Linked DNA regions of Bicyclus anynana: region 2 is linked to region 1. The links are chromatin contacts, called in public Hi-C maps. All regions are on one chromosome and are shown on one strand. The core of a region is the stretch at or near the end of the contact, and the rest is flanking DNA. Distances in the headings are between cores, read along the strand shown.

Evidence for each region. Hi-C and Micro-C count contacts between places; a contact is called where the count stands out from the background.
Region 2: a Hi-C map of whole body shows a contact between it and region 1, with 1.7 times the contacts expected there. The contact joins the promoter of LOC112057897 here to the enhancer-like site in region 1. A contact is called at or near these places in 2 of 2 Hi-C or Micro-C datasets (whole body and whole larva).

What each region holds. Positions count from the first base shown.
Region 1 is chr14:1,602,827-1,607,823 of ilBicAnyn1.1, forward strand. All of the region lies in intron 3 of LOC112057899, which reads right to left. Among protein-coding and RNA genes, the nearest start is that of LOC112057899, 11 kb to the right of the region's middle. Within about 2 kb of position 1,740, at least 7 of the 8 cell types and tissues checked have open chromatin away from gene starts, as enhancers often do.
Region 2 is chr14:1,670,844-1,676,008 of ilBicAnyn1.1, forward strand. LOC112057897 reads left to right here and starts at 2,727. Exons shown (of 10, transcript XM_052885635.1): 1 at 2,727-2,919. The coding sequence starts at 2,912.

The sequences.
Region 1 (4,997 bases), core at 490-2,989:
CCCCATCCTACACCTACCCTCCCCGTACCCTATCCCTTTCCTACCCCTATCCCACCCGTACCCCTATCTCACGCCTATCCTACCCCTACCCTACCACTTCCCTATCCTACCCGTACCTCTACCCTACCACTACCCTATCTCTACCTCTACCCTACCACTACCCTAAACCCGGCCCTAAACCTACCCTACCCCTACACTACCCCTACGCTTCCCTACCCATACCCTACCCTACCCTGTAACTTCTCTATCTTACTCCTACCCCTAGCAAAATCGGTCCAGTCTTTCGAGAGTGGTGGTATGACCAAGAGAAATAGAGACTCCTATGCTAATAATATAAAGAGGTAAAGTTCGTGTGGTTGTAGGAGGTAATCTCTGGATCTACTGGACCGATTTGAAAAATTGTTTTACCAATAGAAAGCTACGTTATTTGCGAGTGTTATAGGCTATGTTTGATCCCCATATTCACACGGGAACGGGAACTACGTAAATGAAAGCGCCGGGCGTCATATAGCGGAATTACTGCGTCTTTTAGAAATGTTGTATTATCTCCGAAACTTTTTAAGTAATTAACATACTGTAAAGGGCAAATCTTATCTCCATAATATTCTTGAGATTATTAAACAATTTATTTTAATAAGGATTAAAGTTTAGTTGTATAAATAATGACGTAATCCTAAGTATATAAAATTAATAATTTTTAAAACACAAAAGGTACTATATCTGCTAATATATAGAAGATAGATATATGGCGTCGCGGACTTTTTTGTAGAACTTTTAAAGATACATAAAGTCTCTATACATTAATTTCAATTTTACACAATGGTTAAGGCAGCGCATGCGAATAAGTCTGTTTAAAAAGTTTTTAGTCCGACCTGTATGACAAAAACTGTGATAACTCGGCTAATATATATGATACCAATATAAAATATAGCCTATAGCACTCCCCGATAATGTAGCATTCTATTGGTGAAAGAATTTTTAAAATCGGACCAGTAGTTCCGAAGATTACCCCATTTAAAAAATGTGACAAACTTACAAACTTACAAACTTTACCTCTTTATAATATTAGTATAGAGTATAGATTAGTATAGATAGTATAGATGAACTTCCGCAAAGTAACGCCTGCTTCTATCCAATCCTTGCAATGTATCAGGAATAGGAAAACCAAGGACTTTGTACTTTTTGTAGTTGTAAATGCAATTTTGAATATTGCGTTTAATGTGGTAGGTGATAAAATACTATGAATAACAAATTTATTTTGCTTTTATCCGAAAATCTCACAGTGTAGTGAAAGCGTAGAGAGCTGAAGCTTTCAGAGCTGAGAAAACTTTCTTAACACATATTTTATTTACAAAAGATGTCGTGATATTTAAATATTGTAAAGCAATTTTACCTGAATTATTTGGTCATCGCAAAATATAAACTGTAATGACATTCATTATTGATTTATCCCCACGGTTTCACCCGCGTAGTTCCCGTTACAGTGAGAATAAGGGGATAAAATATGATCTTTAATACTCACAAATAACGTGGCTTTCTAGTGGTAAAAGAATTTTCAAAATCAGTTCAGTAAATCCAGAGATTATTCTACAATACCACAATTACCTCTTTATGACATTAGTACAGAAGTAAAGGTTCCGGTATAAATCTTGCAATTACAAGTTAGTCTGACACCACCTTAACAGGCATTTTATCATGTATCGTGTAACGTATAGTGTGGTATAGTGTTGCAAAGGTCAAGGCCGCAAGGCGTGTCTCATTAATTGTACATCTACCCACAGTTTCACCTTATAAGGACGTACGTGGTCAGACGGTACGCATGAATTCTTCCGATGGCTCTACTAATTTACATTAAAATGCTGTCTGTGGAATTTATGATCTTTTTAACAAGACACAAAGGCATTTCTTTTGGTATGGTACGTACACAACGCCTGGATTTACGAGTTAAGTTATTTACGATCGAAAAGTAAAGGGCACAAGAAAAACCTAACTTAAGACCACATTTTAAACGATATATCCTTTAAGGTAAATAAAGGCGGCTTAAATATTGTATTACCTACTATAGACACTACGGGGTGATAGACTATTGGACAGTAGAAGTCAACTTATTAAAACCCATATCTGTGTGTGAAAATGAATGCATTAAGATTTTCTTGTTAGTGCAATTTCAGAGCTTTTTCTGAGCGTATGCAATCTGCAAAAGCGCTTGCATGCACGCTACATAAAACAAAGGATTGTAGCCAAGTTCATCAATTCTCTTTCTACAAAAGCTTCGAAAACCAAAAGATGATTGGGAATGGCAAAAATTATTGATAGGTTGATCACGTGACTGATAGATAACGAATGTAACCTCTTTACATTTTTTTAGTTTTCGAAGCGTTAGTGTTTGTAGATAGAGAATTGATGTGTAGCATGGCTTTAAACCCAGACCGCGTATACACAGGCTTAATGCGGTTTCAGATTAGCATTTTATACGATAATTTTTGAACACGTCCTTTTTCTATAAGCTAGAGTCCATGTTGGACACAGACTCCTCACTACCGGTTCGGATGAATACGCCGGTGTGTACGAAGCTTTATACTCAAGTTTTATTTTATTCTATACCTAGTGAGAAAAATAATATAATTTGTCAACTGTACAAAAAATAAGCGATGACTCAAAAATTCCACCAGATGAAATCATCCAAATTAAAATCTAGTTTTGTTAAAAAATGGCTTCTTAAAAACAAGTTGTTTTTAGGTTCTTATAATATGTAAAGGAATTTGGTCGTTACAAAAGGTTGATGTAATTAAATTGTTATTACAAAGTATTAAATTATACTGAGTCATTTTATGGTTTGAATTATGAAAGGTTAGGTTAGGTATTCATGTTTTCTAATATATTAGAGGCAGCTTAACCGATTTTTTGATTTTTTTTGTACGATTTCGTAATGAATAGCTATTTCATTCACATATTCCTACCTCATACCCATTTTTAACCGTGATTTTATTTTTATTTTCTATAAAAATATATCAGAACAACGTTTGCCAGGACAGATATATTAATTGTATATTTCTTTACAAACATAATACTGGAGTGTTATTTATTTTTAATTACTTTAGGAAAATATTTAATAAATCTCTGTACCTACCTATTCTATACTACAGCCTTTCTTGATGAGGACTGTTTACCAACAAACAAATTAAAAATGAGGGTATAAATCACTAGTCATTTCACACCTAATAATAATTAAAATCAACTTATTCTTAAATTGATGAAAATAAATTATATTTTAAGCTTTATTTATAATTATATTTTACCTACCTTCATTTCTAATTTCTTTATTGGTAAACAGTATTCATCAAGAAAGTCTGTATTATATGTGGTATACAAATAAATAAAAAGCCTCTTAGCCAAAATTTAGGCGTTGCAATCCTAAATGTTATGACAAAACTAACCTAAATAATGGGACGCAAATTATACAAGTTACACAAATTAAACAAGGTACCTAATGTAGTGCCGCAGCATTGTTCCGAAATGCAAAGCAAACAGAGCGGCGTAAACACCCGAGATCAATTATATTGTTCTTCTACATACGCGAGGAAACCATACGTTCAAGTTTCATGAGATTAGTCTCACATGCCCTGGATATGTGGTGTTGGAGACGTTTGTTGAGGATTCCTTGGACGGAATACAGAACCAACATTTCTATTCTCAATTTCTTTGGCCACGTGGTAATCAATGTAAACTTTCAACCCCTATTTCACCACTTTAGGGGTTGTATTTTAAAAATTCTTGAGTCACGTTATATTTCGTATATTTTCCTTATTTATGAATAAATTTTTAAAACTGTAACTCTAAAAATGAAGGACTTTCCATACTAACTTTCAACCCCTATTTCACCCCCTTTTTAGTGTCAAAAAGTACCCTATATTTTGCTCCTAAGTCCCATTTACCAAAATTGATGTTGATCGGTTCAGCCATTTCGCCGTGAAAAGGTAACAGACAGACAGACAGACAGACTTACTTTTCTTATTTATAATATTAGTATAGAAATATAGATTTTGAAACGGTCACTATATTTATTATATATATCTGACTCCAGGTTTACTATTGCATATTGATGATATTAAGCCACATAAGTTATCGGGATTACGAGTAAGTTTACAAAGCAACGAAATGTGATGTCACCCTACCGCCCTATGCATTGTATACCATGTATTGTCTGTACACAAATGAGTATTTTGCAATTTGTGGGCAACAGTTATCATCATGATGACAGACCTTATTATTTGTCTAAATATTTTGCATTCTACACTAAGTAACTTTGGACAAAAGAACCGCACGGTTTCTTGAACAATGCACAGTCGGGACTTCTTATATTCACATACTAATTAAAAATAGACGAGGTTCATATTCAGTTAAATGTAAGGCTGAAAAAAAATTCAATACTTCCGATGTTGGGCTTTAAATATTAGGCCTCATAAAAACCATCAGAGTGAAACAGTGGTAAAGAATTAGCGAGCTAAGCTCGAAGTTTCAGCCCGATCAAATCAGAAGTGAAGCGACACGCAGATGAACCAAAATATTGATGATTTTTGCTGAATCAATATTTAACACTAGGTATATAAATATAATCTAACTTACCTAAATTGTTAAGTTCTGGTTTTAATCAATTTTCTAACTAGCTCGATAAGTAGACTTAAATCGATATTTAATTATTGAACCAAAGAAAACGTAAACCAAGATTTGCGAGGAAGCCAATTGGTCTAACCACGCATCTTGACCCAAGCATAGTATAGTAGATTGTTCACCGAGGGTGGAAAGAATCAATTCCCGAGGTATTTAGAGGAATTGATTCTTTTACCCGTGTTAAACACTCCAATATGAGGAAATTTCATTTCGATTAAGAGGAAATTATAATTATTGTCTATTTATTTGGCCCGCTCTTGGAATCTTACTGATTGCACCGTAAAAACGTCTTGTTTAATTAAATCCACCGTCTTGGGGAGAGAGAA
Region 2 (5,165 bases), core at 1,477-3,976, 69 kb after region 1:
GGTCCAAACTCCATAGTTCGTTATGGTACTTACGAACTAGTAGGAACATGAGCTGACAAACTTTAGCTTTTATAAAATGACAAAGGTCTGGTCTGTCGCTGGCTCTCAGTCTATAATACCTTTTTACGTAAGTGTAAAGCAATATAAAAAACTTCATGTTAAAAAAATCTAAGCTCAAAAATACATCAAAGTAAACCATTCTAGTTCTAGATTTCCTACAGACAGCTAACCTAGATTTCGAAAAAAGACACAAATTAATTCAACTCATACTAACGCCTGCAAGCCGCGCCTGTGCGTATGGAATTTAGGTTCATATATTCACTTAATTTGGAGTAACATTAGTAGACTAGTTCTATAAACAACTTTCCTGCATACTTCTAACTACAAGTGCAGTATGGGAGTCTTCCGTATAAAACTAAAACATGTTTAGATGGTAAACTGTTTTAGTAGAGGAGCCCGGGATGCTAAATTTGCAGTTACTCGAGCGTCATGGGTACCGATTGCATTTGGCAGATTAAATTATAGGAAGAAAAATGGTTATTTACTTTTAGCAGTGGAAAAATAAACTACAAACTTTAAAAGCAATTTTTATTACTTTGGCTTACTGAAATTGTCAGAAAACTTTAGCGATTAATCAGGAGGTTATTTCCTTCATAATAAGTAAAAAAATAACCGCGCTCGTATCTCGAGAACTAAAATATAAGGGTTTTATTTTGTAACTTTTAAACCCTCCCATTCGTCAACCAAATCGTCAGATTTTCAAAATGTGCAGTTTTTAGCTATCATCTCACCTACCTTATCTTAATCTGACGTGCTAGTTGGCTCATACTTGGTGGAGGTACTCAACAACGTGCAAGGTATAGTCCCTTATGTCGCGCGCCGCGCTCGAGTAACTGCAAAAATCCCTTCTTCGGCTCCCCTATTTGAATTTATAGGGAAACACAAGTTTTGCGTGACGGAAATTGTTCTTTAGAATGCAATTTTCAAGAGAATCGATTTCAGAAAGATAAGTTTAAGAAATTTAAACCCAAAAAAACAGAAAATAGTCAACCCAGGGAAATTTATAAAACTAGTCAAATTACATAGTTTTGACAATTAGGTGATGTGTTGCGTCCATTTGCGTCTTACCTATTAATTACGAGACATCCTGTATATTATCATGGAAATTTAAAATTTCTACGAAAACACAGTCATTTAGTTTCATAAGTCAAATTAAATTAGCATATATTATTGGCATATTATTGCCAATTTTGTCCTCAACAGACTTGATATACCTACAATATAATTGTTATGCCCATTTGTCGTTAGAGAATTTGCGTCGCAAAAACTGGTTGAATTAACTAGATCTATTATTAATTGAAGGTACATTTAAAAGTCTTGATATTTCATGATTAGCAATTAGAATTTACCAAATGGGCCTGTGATTCATATTACTACTTAAATAATAATCACTAAATACCTACCTATAATTATTACCTATATCTAAAGCAGTGGCGTGCACAATGTTTTTAACTAGGGTATGCACTATACGAACAGATTATACACAATAAAAAATTTCTTCTCCAAAAAATAGATTTATCAAATTTGATAACTGAAATGACTTTAAAATAATATTTATTGCTGTATAATACATTCAAATTATCCTATACTAATTTAATTAGGTAAGAATTTCGCCCTCTGCACCATCCTCTCAGCCAGCAGAGAGGCAGAAATCACGCAGTTCCAAAACATGTAATTATTTACATTTAGGTCCTTTTTTATTAACTATTTGGTAACTGCGAGACGCTATGATGTGTAAATGTGTCATATTTTGTTAATTTTCTTGTACCCCTCTAGTAGTAGTACAGGTACTGTTAGCAAAATTTACCGTGGAGTTATTGGAATTTTATTTCAATCCTGAAACCTCCCTCAAACCTTGATGGGTTTAAGGCCCATTGCTGAACTCGGGCATTCAGCATTACAAGGCAAAAGAAGTAATAAGAAATACAATATATATCTTGTTTTCTCTTTACAAGATTCAATGGTGAAATATTTGGTTATTGTTTTAGTGGTGATCGAATCTTAGATATTTACTTATAACAATTCTAAAAAGTAACAGGTTGATATTTTAATAAATTCCGCGCACGGCACTTTTGAATGTCAAAAAGGAACCGGATATCCGGTTAAATAAACGTTGAAGCCTTTGAATATTAATTAAATACTAAGCAAATAATAATTATTTATTTATGTAGTAGAAGATAGGAATAAATATAAAATTACCTCAAGCCTAATCGAGTTTTAATATAAGATTATGATACGTAGATAACTATAGTTACGTACCTACAATTACCTACATTCCTAACACCTTGTTAATCATTATTATAGGTACCTATGTATGTATGTATATATGTATATATACTTACATTGTAAGACAAAAATACAGTTTTTTAATGACAAAAAATATTTTATAAAAAAAATTGTACTTGGGTTTTACACAAAACGAGGACGCAGCATTCGGAAAATACATATTAAAACATTTTTAATATAGCGCCATCTCTTGGCGAATCTCTATATTTCTTCACCGTACTATCGTATAAATGAACCACTCGAACTTTTAAGTGCTGCCATCTATTTAAGAGTTTACTTAATCAGTGTTGCCTCCAACAAATTTTGTATTTAGATTTTAACATGCAACACAGATATGAATGTCATTTTAATTAATTAAATTTTTTTACTCTGTCAAGAAACAGTGATCGAAGTGGTTGTGTTTTTGGAAGTTATAATTTTCCCAAGAGTATGATCGTTCCAATATGAAAATATTACGCGCCCTGTAATCGATTTCCTTTCCTATATTTGGAACGCTATAGCATGTTGCAATTCTGAAATTGTATTCTGAAACTGAGTAGCAAGAGATTACAGAAAATCTATCAAAATGGCAAAGTAAGTGTATTATATTTAATTTCAGTAGATGCAATGATTAGCTAAGGCTAGACATCGACAATTCTGCGGTCGAGCTCATGAGAAATACTAGAATCCATAAAATATCAATTTACAAAACCATTGAAGTGTTATCTTGTTCGATTTTTGAAGTCGCTCATTCGTTCGTAATGTTTCTTTCGATAAATACAGAAAAGTAAGTGTGCTCATGCAATTTGTTTTTATCTATAAGTAGGTACATATAAACAAATATTAATTAAAATAATGGGAGACTTCAGTGAGAGAAATTCTTCAGTGGTTATGTATATCATTAAAAAGGCATCAATTTAACAACTTTCACTTCTCGAGTTGTTACCAATGTTTTAGTAATGCTTTAGTAATTTACAGGTATTTACTATGGATATAATTGTAATTGCATTATTTAAATGTCTCTTAGTTCTGTAAACAAACACTACTATTGTTTACATAATTTACAATTTTATTTCATAAATCTCAAAACTTATTGAAATATAAGATATAAAAAGCTCAGATACTCATATGCACAGTTACGCTTTAAAAAGTAAAGTGCAATATTAACTAAAAAATATGGCTTATTCAATTAGGTATAGCACAGGGCACAGATAGTGATGTTTTTGAAGTGGGTCACTTAATATTATTAATAGGGATGGCCTTCAATATTGGTTAATTAGGTCATTTTACAAATTCTGATTACAACCAAGGCACACCAGCCTCGCTCAACTATATTCTAAATAGTGACATTTTCCAAACATTTAAATTTAGTTGTTTCTGAAGGTTATTTGAATGAATTCGAACTAAAATGCAATCATTTATATTCAAATGAAACAAGTATTCTATTTTTACATATTCTCAGGAAAATCTAAAATTTATATACTTAGAATTATTACTGCAGATGTGTTTATCTGTATTTAGTGTTTTCACAAAAAAAGTTAACCTGGATTTGCCAGGGATAAACATGGTAAGATTTAGTATATCTCAGTGCTAATTTAGGGTCTAATCTATCTCCATTCTGTAACACCCAAGTGATTTAGCCTTCCGGTATAATGTTTAGAAACCAAAAAGTGTGTGGATTTCACTTTCCTCCTAACCAGTAGTAGTGCTAGTAGTAGTAGCCCGCTTCCATCTTAGATTGCATCATTACTTACCATCAGGTACTAACTTGTAAAAAAAAATGTAACGTTTTGTAGTTGCAATGTTAAGGACTGACAAGTATACACACTTAAATACAAACATTCACCTTTATAATATTAGTGTAATCTACACTAATATTATAAAGAGGTAAGATTTGTATTTTTGTATGTAACATATAAACATAAAAACTTCTGGACCAATTTAGAGAACTCTTTCACCAATGGAAAGCTGCATAGATAGTGAATAATTAATGATATTGTTTGCTCTCATATTTCCACGTTAATGGGAACTACACAGGTGAAACCGGGAGTTCTGATAGTTCTGAATATAATTTGGTTTTAAAACAGATTTGAATTGTATATGTCTAGACAAATTTAATATTTATTAGTAAAGTTGTGTGTATCAATATTAAATATATGTATTATAAGTAACTAAAAATTTATAGGTGGTAATAAAAGAAGACTATGACATATAAAAATATTGATGATTATTAAAATTTTGAAATATCTGTTTGTATTCACAATGATATCCAAAACGATTCAAGGCTAAAGCTATTTGTTTTATATACTAGAAAATATCTAAATCTTCTTTTTAATTTTCAGAATGTAGGTCTTTAGTTTTTTTTATATGTATATATTAGTTTTCAAAGCAAATTTTGTATGTCTATACATTATAATAATTTATTTTCAAATTATATGTATTCAATGTGTTACGTTATATATATGTATATAATATTAGGTATGCATATTGTGTATTTTAGTTCCTGTCTAAATGAATTAGTGTACTCTAGTGGTATTACCTCATTTCCTTTTGTAATTGGATTCACATTCTGTCTGTATAACAGGATTAACTATTCCAATTTATTTCTGCATATCATATGTACTTTTTTGTACTTATAGTACTAATTACGAAATCTTTTTTAAATATTTCTGTAAAGTATAAAAATTTTAATGTATTTTACAAGATCCAAGAATGTTGAAGAGTTTGGCCTTTGCTAATAATAACCGATAGTCCCAGTCAAATACATGAATAAATAATTAAATTGAAGTATCTGTGATTTCAAGATTTAACTATGTTTATCAACTGATTATAGTTGTTTA